Regions from separate parts of the Sus scrofa genome. Here all the other regions are linked to region 3. The links are chromatin contacts, called in public Hi-C and targeted proximity ligation maps. All regions are on one chromosome and are shown on one strand. The core of a region is the stretch at or near the end of the contact, and the rest is flanking DNA. Distances in the headings are between cores, read along the strand shown. Region 1 overlaps LOC106509843 (a long non-coding RNA gene). Region 2 overlaps LOC106509843 (a long non-coding RNA gene). Region 3 overlaps THADA (thyroid adenoma-associated protein). Region 4 overlaps LOC106509843 (a long non-coding RNA gene).

Region 1 (2,972 bases), core at 113-2,612, 420 kb before region 3:
GCCGCCCTAGAACTGGGCTGTGAGGAAAGGACATCCCGGATGGCCTGGGACAGCACCAAAGATCCTTCTCTTCTTGAAAATTCCCTCATTCAGTGTAAGCCAGGTGGGTTGGTCACCCTCAACACAAGGTGTTCAGAGAGAGGCAAATAGCTTAAAGTGGCTTCTTGGAGGAGCTGAGATGGAAACAGTTCCCATCCTAGACTTTGGGTGTTGACTGTCCCCTTGGCCCTGCCTTTGAGTAAGTCTGGGTTTCTCAGGCACCAAATCCAGACAGAAGGGTAAGGAAACCATTATTTCTTGAACACTTGCAATGAACTAGCTACTGCTGTAGGGACTTTTTTACCCAATTGATTCCTAATCTATGGAAGCCTTCTTATTGCTTCTCTTTTAGGAGTTCCCTGGTGGCCCAGTGGGTGAAGGCTCTGGTGTTGTCACTGCTGTGAAGCAGATTCGATCCCTGGCCCCAGGGAACTTCCATATGCTGAGGGCAAGGCCAAAAAAAAAAAAAAAAAAAAAGAAAGAAAAAAAAGAAGCAATTGTATTTTCTTCTTCTTCTTTTTTTAAAAATTGTTATTTCCCCAATACAATTTTTTTTTCTACTATACAGCATGGTGACCCAGTTACACATACATGTATACATTCTTTTTTCTCACATTATCGTGCTCCATCATAAGTGACTAGATGTAGTTCCCAGTGCTATACAGCAGGATCTCATTGCTAATCCACTCCAAAGGCAGTAGTTTGCATCTATTAACCCCAGGCTCCCAATCCACCCCACTCCCTCTCCCTCCCCCTTGGCAGCCACAAGTCTATTCTCCAAGTCCATGATTTTCTTTTCTGTGGAAAGGTTCAATTGTGTCATATATTAGATTCCAGATATAAGTGATATCATATGGTATTTGTCTTTCTCTTTCTGACTTCATTCAGTAAGAGAGTCTCTGGTTTCATCCATGTTGCTGCAAATGGCATTATTTTGTTCTTAAAAAAAAGAAGTGATTTTAGAGGCAGGACACTGAGGCTCACGAGGTTATGTAATTGCCTGAACTCAGACGTATATCAACCAGAGAAGGTAGGAGGGACCTAGTCCTCGTGACACAGAAGCCCAGGCCCTTTCTAAGGGGTTTTGCTATGTGTATGGGGGTGTGTGTGTCAGAGATGTGACTGGGGACTTCAACTTTACAGTCGTCCCTCAGCCCTCAGGATGGGGCTCTCCTGGGATCTAGGGAGGACCCCCAGCAACTACTGAAATAGTTAAGAAAGGGGCACCCAGGAGGTATTTGTCTTTGTGCTGTCTCAGGCCTAGCTGCACAGTTGGCCCTTTACCACCAGGTGGCGCTGTGGCTCTGCCTTAGAGGGCTCCCCCTAGTAGTGGAGCCTGAGCAGTGCGGACCTTAGGGAATAGCCACTGACTTTATTTTATCTACAGCCTACAGGGCAACTGGGGGCCTGTCCAGAGCTTTCTGCCTTTCCTGGACTCTGGCAGGCCGAGGAGAGAGGGGGGCAGGAGGTCTGGAGAGGAAGCGGCTTGGGCCAACGCAGGGTGTTGGCAGTGAGGGTTGACTGTCCAGCAGTTGTCAGGAGGAGGGGCAGGGACTCTGTCCTGGGCTAATGGGACACTGACCCAAATCATCTCCCAGTGGGAGCAAAACACGTTGGGAAAAGTGGACTTGCTCCCCAGTGGGCTGGGGTTTGGGCAGAGAAAAGGTACTCTTCCTGCCCCACAGACTGTTTCATCCAGTGAAGGCCTGGATTGGGGGGAGGGATGGCCCTGGTCATCTGCCTGTTAGCCCTCTGCTGACCACAGGCAGAGCCTTAGCCAGGTCCCCATCCGTCCTCTGGTTGCCCCTGCCCTTTGGGAAAATGGCTCCGAGGATGCCGGTCCTTAGGAGCTGGATCTTTAATCACCTGTTTTGTATAGAAGGACTCATCCAAAGCTCTACCCCAGGGCTCAGGCCTTCGAAATTCTCATCAAAAAACAACACTGCGACAAACTTTTAACTCTTCTTCAAAGCCCACACCAGTTCCAGGTCGTGATTTGCTATGTATCAGCAGCTTAACAGTGGGCTTGGCCTGCAGTGTCAATGTCAGAACATAAAATAAGGGGTTCCGGGAGTTCCTGTCATGGTTCAGTGGTTAACGAATCCGACTAGGAACCATGAGGTTGCGGGTTCCATCCCTGGCCTTGCTCAGTGGGTTAAGGATCCAGCGTTGCCGTGAGCTGTGGTGTAGGTTGCAGATGCAGCTCGGATCCTGAGTTGCTGTGGCTCTGGTGTAGGCCGGCGATTACAGCTCCAATTAGATTCCCTAGCCTGGGAACCTCCATGTGCCACAGGATCGGCCCTAGAAAAGGCAAAAAGACAAAAAAAAAAAAAAAAGACATAAAGGAGGGGGGGTTCCTATTGTGGCTCAGCAGGTTAAGAACCCAATTAGTATTCATGAGGATGTGGGTTTGATTCCCTGGTCTTGCTCAGTGGGTCAAGTATCTGGCATTGCCACAAGCTGTAGTGTAGGTTGCAAATGTGGCTCAGATCCTGCGTTGCTGTGGCTGTGGTGTAGGCCGTCAGCTGCAGCCCTGATTCAACTCCTAGCCTGGGAATTTCCATATGCCGTGGGTGCAGCCCTAAAAATAAAGAAAGGAAAAAAAAAGAACATAAAAATAAGGTCCCATCTCAATAGCTCCAGTTTTCCTCCTGCTCCTTCATGCTTTCTCCTGGTGGGCAGCCTGCCAGCCCCTCAGCCCCTCAGCATGTGTGAGTTTAGCAAAGCCCATCAGAGAGCAGGTGGTGGGGGTGGGAAAGAAGGATAGGGAGTGTGTGTGGGGGGCTTTGGGAAAGAAAGGTGCTTGGAAGAGGGACAGGGGAGCAGAAAGCAGAGGGTGGGTGCTGCTGGAGACACTTAGTCACTTTCTCTGCTTTCTGGGCTGAGGGTTGGGGCAGAAGTTCCCCTTAGGAATTTTTTTTAGTATTACATTT
Region 2 (2,976 bases), core at 32-2,531, 400 kb before region 3:
CTACACCACAGCTCACAGCAACCCGGATCCTTAACCCACTGAGCGAGGCCAGGGATTAACCTGCGTCCTCATGGATATTAGTTGGCTTAGTTACTGCTGAGCCAGGACGGGAACTCCATGATTGTTTAAAGTTTTCAAATGCAACCCTTTGGTGAAATCACAGGGAGCAGCTGGGCACTGGTGGGGCCAGGCTGTCATGTTGGAGAGTGAGCCTTCGGCTAGGACTAAGTGAGGCACCAGTTCTGCTGCTGGAGGCAGGGAAAGGGCAGGCCCAGGCCCCACCTCCTGGTTCTTGGAGGAACAGGAGCAGGAGACGGTTGTACCCTGGGCCCTCTGGGTGGCCTTGGGGTTTGTGGCTGCAGCTGGGGCCCAGGCCTGGGTTCTTGGCCTGAACAGCTATACGGATGCTTTTCCTGTGAGGCCTGTGTGGACAGAGGGGAAAGTGTAGGGGTGGGAGGGTTGGGCTCTCTGGGGGAAATGGTTAATAGAATGACAGTGGGGCTCTGGGACCTTACACAGGAGTCCTGGGGTGCATTTCCTCACTCCAGCCTTGAGCATACTGGGGACCTCATGGTTGCTTGCTATCAGCCTCATTGAGTCCTGGGTACCCCCCTCGGAGGCAGCCAGACCTCTGTCCTGAAAGCCTCCCCGGCCCCTCCTGTCTTCCTCCCTGGGTGATATAGGGGCGAAGTGAGGGACCAGGTTTGGCTATGGATGTGTTTTCTTTCCCCATGGGTGTTGCTGGAGGTGACGCTAGAAATTTTTGTTTCATCCTCTACCCCCTTCAGGCCTTACTTTCCTGAAAATACCAGAATGAATCGTGCTATAGTGAACACCCTTGTAAGCACAGGCCAGTCTCAGAAATAAAATTACAAATCCAGCTGAAGGCATCCATGAGCACCTTCCAAACCCACCTCCCTTCCCCCACCCCCTCCCCTTCTCCCCAAGAAGTAACTAGTATCTGGTATTTGGCATTTTTCATTCTCATAAATTTCTTTAACTTTTTGGTACATATGCATGTTTTTCTGAAATATTTACAGAGTTGTTTTGCCTGCTTTGAAACCTGTATAAATAATGTCGTTCTACTATGTATTCTTGTGTAATCAGTTTCTGCTTCTCAGTATGTTTAGGGATGCTAGCCCACAGACATACGTGACTCTAGCTCACTTATTTTCCATGCTGTGCAGGATTCCACTGCGTGCCTCCATCATCTCTCCAAGGAGGCCTCCTGCCAGCGCCCTGGGGGTGTGGCTCTGCTCCCTGGGGTACTTCCTTGTACAGAGAGCTCCAGCTCTGTGGACGCTCCCCTAGCCCATGTTAGGGTGCCAGGGCCCTTCCCTCCCTTCCGGAACCATTGCTTCATGGAAGAGGAATTTGAGTGGATTTCAGGCAACCTTGTGTTTCGCATAAATCAATGTTGAAAGTGAAACCCCAGCCCAATGGGGCTGCAATTGCAACCAGCTGAGTACAGCTGGGCTGGCTGGTTTGAACCTGGCTGGAAGGAGTTGTGCACTCCACATGGACAGAGTCTTTGACCGTGACGTGCTGGCCAGCCCATTCAGCAGAAAGGGGGGACACTGGCCAGCCACAGCCGCTGGCTGAACCCCTGTGTTGAGTCCCGCCCTCCTCTCTGCCCTGACCACTCCTGCTTTTGCCCAGTGACCTCCAGGGTGGGTATTGTTGTACTTTGAGGAGGGGCAGTGAGGTTCTGGGACCTGCTGGGGGCAGCTCGTCCTGAGGCGCTTACATTTTAGACCCTTAAAATGAGAGAGGCAGTGAATCCACACATGAATTCAGACCCCGATTCTTGACACGTGTAGCACCCAGAGCTCCTTTGCTTTTGTAGGATTCTTCCTCCTTAAAAAAGATTAAGTTTATGCTTTCTTTTTAAAAAAATTTTTAAAAATTAAAAAGTTTATTTTATTAAAGTGTCATTGATTGACAGTATTGTGCCAATTTCTGCTGTATAGCAAAGTGACCTGGTCATACATATATAAATTTATGCCTTTGTTAACATGCAAACTATTACATTTATAATGGGTAAGCAATATATAGCACAGGGAACTATATCCAGGCACTTGTGATAGAACATGATGGACAGTAATATGAGAAAAAGAATGTACATGCATGTGTGAAGAGGTCACTGTGCTGTACAGCAGAAATAGACACAACATTGTAAATCAACTATACTTTAATAAAAAATAAAATACATAGTATTTAGACTGCTAGTATAAAGGTGAGTATAATCAAGGCTGGATTTGTTATTATTGTTATTATTATTATTATTTTAGGGCTGTACCCATGGCATATGGAAGTTCCCAGGCTAGGGGTGAATCAGCTGTAGCTGACCGCCTACACCACAGCCACAGCAACGCCAGATCCTTAACCCACTGAGGTCAGGAATCAAACCCGCATCCTCATGGATACTAGTTGGGTTCGTTACTGCTGAACCACAACAGGAACACCTAGATTCGTTATTATTGTATTTGGTCTTTTTCTGCTTTTTCTTTTTCTTTTTTGTCTTTTTAGGGCAGCACCTGCAGCATATGGAGATTTCCAGGCTGGGGTCTAATCGGAGCTGTTACTGCCGGCCTACACCACAGCCACAGCAACGTGGGATCTGAGCGGCATCTACGACCTACACCACAGCTCACGGCAATGCCGGATCCTTAACCTCCTGAGCAAGGGCAGGGATCAAACCCGCAACCTCATGGTTCCTAGTTGGATTCATTAACCACTGAGCCATGACAGGAACTCCTTCCTGCTGATTTTAAAAGAAATGAAAACATTTTGGAGAACCCCCTAAAAGCATCACAGGCCCTGGGCCTGATGGCTGCTGCGGAGTCTCCAGCAGCTACCTTCTGTGGTGACTGGACCCCTCTCTCCTCCAGGACTCCTTCTCTGAGTGGTTGGAGGAGAGCAGGGCTTCTCTCGGCCCCAGCCTCCTCAGGCCTCTCCTCCCATCGTGGAGGCGGG
Region 3 (2,908 bases), core at 13-2,512:
TCACAGCAAAATTGTTCTACTTAGAAAGAGGCCAATCAAACAGAAAAAAACAGTTTCACTGCCACACTGGGGACGCTGTATAAATGGCCAGGGTATGGACCGTGCCACTCTGGTGGTCGCTTGCCATTGAGCCTCAGAGGCAGGTTCTTGATTCTACCTTTCCTGTGCTGTCTCCTTGAATGATTGAGTGAACAAATGAATGAATTTCTCTCTCGCATATGGTAATGACTCAGAATTCTCTGATCCCGCTAGATCAGGAAACGTCTGTAGAAGTTTCGGACAAATGAATGAATGAATGAATTTCTCTCTCACATATGGTAATGACTCGGAATTCTCCGATCCCGCTCGATCAGGAAACGTCTGTAGAAGCCCCCCCCACCCCCACCCCTTTACTCTCCTTAAAAAAAGTGAGAGAATACAAAGTGGATTTTACTTTTAAGGCACAGTGAGACGGTCAGCTTTTTCTATTTCAAAGAACTGGAGCTCTGGTCAGAGAGATCTGGTAATCAGACCCAACAAATGTTCTTATCTGGACCAGTTGATAAACTGGTTCTAAAAATAATCAGAGATGATAGTTTGTACACTCTGTGCTGTTAATGGTCTGTTATGCAATTTCTCAGTATAAAAAAAAAACACAATTATGTTTGGAGAGGAGAGGAAACCATAGGAACTACAACAACAACAACACCACAAATCGAGTGATTTAATACATCTTGGCTTCTCCTTATCGAAGGGAAATTCCAATTCTTCTACTTAATCCTCTGCTCCTCCTGGTGAACAGTAATCCTGACCTGAAGGGCCCTTCCAGTCACAGACAAGGAGAAGGACCTGGCGGAAGCGTTTGGAGACTCGCTCCGTCTTGAGAAGCACCCTGAACGGGTGCCGGCTGTTTACGTCTTGCCTACTTTCTGGGTCTCTGAACCCCTTCTGCCCTGCGTACGGGCATGGCCCCGACACACACATCCCTCTGAAAACACTCCCTCCTTCCCCTGCCCCAGCAGATTCTCCAAGTACTTTTTTAGGCACCAAACGCCTTATCTGCTCTTGAGGAAGGAGGATGAGCTTCTGAAAATACTATTTGAAGACTACTTGGTCAACCCAAAAATAACAACAGTCCCTGTGGCTTGGGAGATGGAGTCCGAAGAGTTCTGAAGGGATTTGGGTAGGCTAAAAATGAGCTCACCAGGCCCTGGGTGGGACCAGCAGTTTTCACTTCTTGCCTCCACCCACCATCCCATCCTTGCCTCTGCCCAACACAGGGAGGAAGTCAGGAAATACTTGTGGATAAACACATGACAACCCGAAGACACAAACATAAAATTACTTCTTAGCATACACTGCTTTGGGTTCTTTGTCAGCGAATTGCTCCCAAGGACAAGATTGAGAAATCAGCAACTTCTGTATCATCACAGCTTAGACACCCCCCCATTTCATTTAACCTCTTCCCCACAAAGGATCTGGGGCTTCCCTTTTGCCCTTCGGCAATGAGATACGGTGTGAAACCTTTTTGAGAGTCTCAGTGGCTGGGAAGATTCTTTTAAATAAGTGGGGCTTACCTCTGCCGACGCACCTGTAATGAGTGGCTAGGACTGCTGATCTCAGTGTCTTGCCAGCGCTACAGTTTATAGTTCTGGAAGAAACAGTCTCTAAGACTGAAGAGGTTTCTGGTGCCACTGGCCTACATCAATGTGGGAATGACGCCACAAGGTACAATCTACAGCTGGCAAATCCAACAGAATCTGGTTGCACTGGCATGCGGTTTAGTGTGCCATCAAGTACATTCTGCCAGATGGGCACTGGAGGAGAGCCTGGGAGTAAGCGTAGCTGGCCATGGGACCAGCAGAAGTTCTGATGAGATGACCGACCATTCGTTTTGGTACCAATTTTACTTCCTAATACCTGCTTGTCTTCCTATGCTAGATTTTTTCTTTCTTATAATGTTACTTTCCATGGGGTTTTCACAGTTTTTTTTTTTTTCTCTTTCTTTCAGGTGACCTTTACCCCAATGCTCTGAGGGTACCATCCCCACTTTACAACTGAGGAACCAAGAAGTTTCAAAGCAAAGTGATGAAGGTGATAGTTCTTTTAGCCCATGCAAGTTTAACCACTATAGGAATTGCCCTTTGCCATAAACAACTAACAGCTATAAACTAGACAAACGTGTGAAATTATTGTTTTTAAACATCAGACATGGGCAGTCCAGGACCATGGCCCCCGAGAGAAGAAAGCAACACATAAGGTGAGACTTCTAGTTGCCCCAGACTACTAAGCAGGGGCACCTTCCCTCCCGGCACAGACAGGGAGAACCCAGAGCCCAGAGGTCTTGCTGAGTCAGAACGATTGGATATTCATATGAAAAATAACAAAAAGAACTTCAGGAGTTCCCATTGTGGCTCAGTGGAAATGAATCTGACTAGCATCCCTTAGGACGCAAGTTTAACAAGTTTAATCCCTGGCCTTGCTCAGTAGGTTAAGGATCCGGTGTTGCTGAGAGCTGTAGTGTAGGTCGAAGATGTGGCTCAGATCCTGCGTTGCTGTGGCTGTGGCGTAGGCTGGCAGCTGCAGCTCCAATCTGACCCTTAGCCTAGGAACCTCCATATGCCATGGGTGAGGCCCTAAAAAGACAAAGAAAAAAAAAAAAAAAGAAAAACTTCAACCTTATCTCATGACATACATGAACATTAGCCCAAAGTGGATCACAGATCTAAACGTAAAACTTTAAAAATCAAACTTCAGAAGAAAACCTGAGAGACTGTCTTTGTGACCTTGGGATAGGCAAAGACTTCTTTACTAGGGCACAAAAGGCATAAAACAGGAGTTCTCAGGTGGCCTAGTGGTTGAAGGATCTGGCGTTGTCATTGCTGTGGCACAGGTTTGACCCCGGCCCAGAAACCTCCACATGCCTCAG
Region 4 (2,842 bases), core at 143-2,642, 290 kb before region 3:
CAAGGGAAAAGGGCTAAGGTGGGACTCTGGAGGAAGATGTTGGCGATCCTGGCACAGGAGGAGCCCAGGAACCAACGGGCAGTGGTATCATTTGTGTGGACTATCTGCTCAGGCCCCTGCTTTTCTTCCTCAGGCAAAAGGGCAGGGCCCCCTTCATTCATTCATTCATCTATCCATTCATTCATTCATTCACTGGTTCTTGTACACCCATGGTGGCCAGGGCAGTGGGCTAAGCCCTGAGGATCCAGAGGTGACTGAGCATGGATTCCACCTCTAGGACTTCACTGACTTCTGGGGAGCCCACCAAGAAATAGCTTTGATTGACTGCTTGCTTGCTTGATTGCTTCAGTTATTATTGAGTGTATACCACATGTCTGCACTATTCTAGGCTCATAGGATCTCTCCGTAAACAAAATAGTTTTGGAAGAGCAGACAGGCTATAAAAATAAAAAAATAAGTTCTCGTTGTGGCTCAGTGGTTCACAAATCCGACTAGGAACCATGAGGTTGTGGGTTTGATCCCTGGCCTTGTTCAGTGGGTCAAGGATCCGGCGTTGCCGTGAGCTGTGGTATAGGTCACAGACACGGCTCCGATCCCATGTTGCTGTGGTGTAGGCCGGCGGCTACAGCTCTGATTAGACCCCTAGCCTGGAACCTCCATATGCCATGGGTGTGGCCCTAGAAAAGACAAAAAGACAAAAAAAAAAAATCAGGTGAATAATATGTTTAGAAAGTGAAAAGTGTTATAAGAAAGGAAAGTGGAGCAGGTGAGGAGGATCAGGAGGTGTGGGTTGGTCGCTGTGTTCACAGGGCCCAGGAGGTCAGGCTTCCCTGAGAAGGTGAGACAGGAACAAAGAATTGAAGCTGATAGCAGAGATGAGAATGGTTTTTTGGGGTACGTGCAAAGGCCCAGGGGCAGGAGGGGGACTGCGATATTCAGGAGCAGCAAGGAAGCCAGTGAGTCTGGGGTAGAGAGGGAAAGAGAAGCAGGAATGAGGGTCCAGAGATAAGGAAGACCATGCCAGGAGGATCTGAGAGGCTGCTATAGGGTTTTAGCTTTTATGGTGAGATGGGAGGTGCTGGAGGGTTTTGAGCAGAGAGATGTGTGTTGACTGTTTTTTTTTTTTTTTTTTTTTTTTTTTCAGAGGACCGTGTGAGCTGTTGTATCCACAGTAGCCTGGAAAGGGTGAGGGCAAAGGGCTGGGGGACCGGTCAGAAGGCACCTACCACAATCCAGGTAGGAGGTGACAGTGCTGCAGCCAGGCTGCACGGCGAAGGATGGGAGGGGCCCCCGGAGAAACCTGAATCAGGTACCACAGTAACGGGGAACGTGGAGGAGGGCGTGATTCACTCCAAGGCCGCTTTCCCAGGGGATGTGACTCAGGCAGGATTTTGAAAAATGAGCAGTTCAGCAGGCACTCAAGAGGGTGAGAACATTCCAACACCGGTGTGCCGGGGCCCCATTGAGAGGGAGCCAGGCCTGTTTGGGGACCTATGAAGCAGCATCACATCAGAGCAGAAGGGTCAGGGGAGGCCAGATGGGGAAGGAGCTCGCCGCTCTGCCAAGGGTGTTGTCCTCTGGGCGCCAGGGAGTTCAGGAAGAATTTTAAGCCTGGGGGCCGGTGGTGCTTAAGACCTAAAACTTGCTATTAAGAAAAGTCCCGTGGTCACCATGAACGGCCTGGGGGGAGGTGGCAGGGAAAACCCAGAGGGGAAGCAGAAAATGAGGGCTGACCCGGGGCAGTGGGAGAGAGGGAAGGAGGCATGAGAACCGTTTAGGGAGAAGAGAGGATCAGGGCCGTGTGGGTTTGGGGAAAGAGGAGCAGGCTGTTTTGAGGAAGAGAATGAGTCATGTGGGGGCCGGCTGAATTGGAGGATCCGCTGGGGGATCAGACAGCCAAGCCCCAGAGCAGCCAATGTTGGAGTCTGGAGCTCAGCGGAGGGGACTTGGGTCCAGAAGCCTCAAGGGACAGGTGGCATTTAAGCTGTGGAAGGCCACCAGCTAAAAGGCATCTCCAGATTTTTACCTTTAGTAAGATCTGAATAGAGGTATATTTCCCTCCTCTTTGCCTCTTTCCCAAGGCCTTTGAGAGATACAGTGAGAAAAACATTCTTGAGGGTAAAGAGGAGGGATCCAGGAGGGGATCCTCCTAGGGCAGCACGGAGGAATCCCTGGGCTGGTCCCACTTCACCCCACGGTGTCTGCGGGCAGAGGGGCCTGGATAGGCAGGGCTCTTGGTATCCATTGTCCGTGGGTCTCTGCATGCAGATATGTAAAGTTATGTGTTTTCATCTCCCCGTGATTCCTGTTTTCCTGCAGCCCTTCCCGCTGAGGCGTATGGCCCAATGAAGTTGGAGGGGTGAATTCGAAGCAAGACCTCAAGCAGGGGGTGAAGCGGACATGATGTAGAGAAGCTGCTGCTGATGGCAATGGGACCAGAAAAGGGGGGCCTAAGGAAGAGAGAACATGAGAAGCAAAAAGGGCAGCCCCTTAACCTTCAACCTCAGAGGCTCGTGTGGGAGAAACCCAGTCAGGTCTGAGGGGAGATCTCACAGCAAGGGGGTGGGTGGGACTTGACTCAGATTGCAGTGGGGAGAAATTTTAATGACACCCCCTCCCTAGCAAACCAGCGATGCAAGATGGTGCCAGCACAATATGGTGCCAATCAGGAGGTGGTTTGGAATGGCTGAGGAAGGGAGTCTGGGAAGTGGCTTCATGCAACGCTGCTCGTTCTAGTGAGAATGCAGCCAGGTAGTCCTAGGTCCCAGGGGCCGCAGAGCCAAGATCTGCCTCACCAGCTATGTGCAGGGACCATGCACTTTGGCTTCACCTCTTCCTGCCC

What was found. Hi-C and Micro-C count contacts between places; a contact is called where the count stands out from the background.
Region 1: a contact with region 3 is called in a targeted proximity ligation map of alveolar macrophages. A contact is called at or near these places in 2 of 47 Hi-C or Micro-C datasets (heart right ventricle and retroperitoneal adipose tissue) and 2 of 2 datasets of targeted methods (alveolar macrophages and skeletal muscle).
Region 2: a contact with region 3 is called in a targeted proximity ligation map of alveolar macrophages.
Region 4: a Hi-C map of retroperitoneal adipose tissue shows a contact between it and region 3, with 2.1 times the contacts expected there. A contact is called at or near these places in 2 of 47 Hi-C or Micro-C datasets (retroperitoneal adipose tissue and subcutaneous adipose tissue) and 1 of 2 datasets of targeted methods (alveolar macrophages).

The regions. Positions count from the first base shown.
Region 1 is chr3:97,552,906-97,555,877 of Sscrofa11.1, reverse strand. The region is part of intron 2 of LOC106509843 (a long non-coding RNA gene); the gene reads left to right. Among named protein-coding and RNA genes, the nearest start is that of TRNAI-UAU, 13 kb to the left of the region's middle.
Region 2 is chr3:97,528,831-97,531,806 of Sscrofa11.1, reverse strand. The region is part of intron 2 of LOC106509843 (a long non-coding RNA gene); the gene reads left to right. Among named protein-coding and RNA genes, the nearest start is that of TRNAI-UAU, 37 kb to the left of the region's middle.
Region 3 is chr3:97,129,750-97,132,657 of Sscrofa11.1, reverse strand. All of the region lies in intron 33 of THADA (thyroid adenoma-associated protein), which reads right to left. Among named protein-coding and RNA genes, the nearest start is that of ZFP36L2, 69 kb to the left of the region's middle.
Region 4 is chr3:97,418,836-97,421,677 of Sscrofa11.1, reverse strand. LOC106509843 (a long non-coding RNA gene) reads left to right here. Exons shown (of 8, transcript XR_002342750.1): 6 at 1,145-2,534. Among named protein-coding and RNA genes, the nearest start is that of TRNAI-UAU, 150 kb to the left of the region's middle.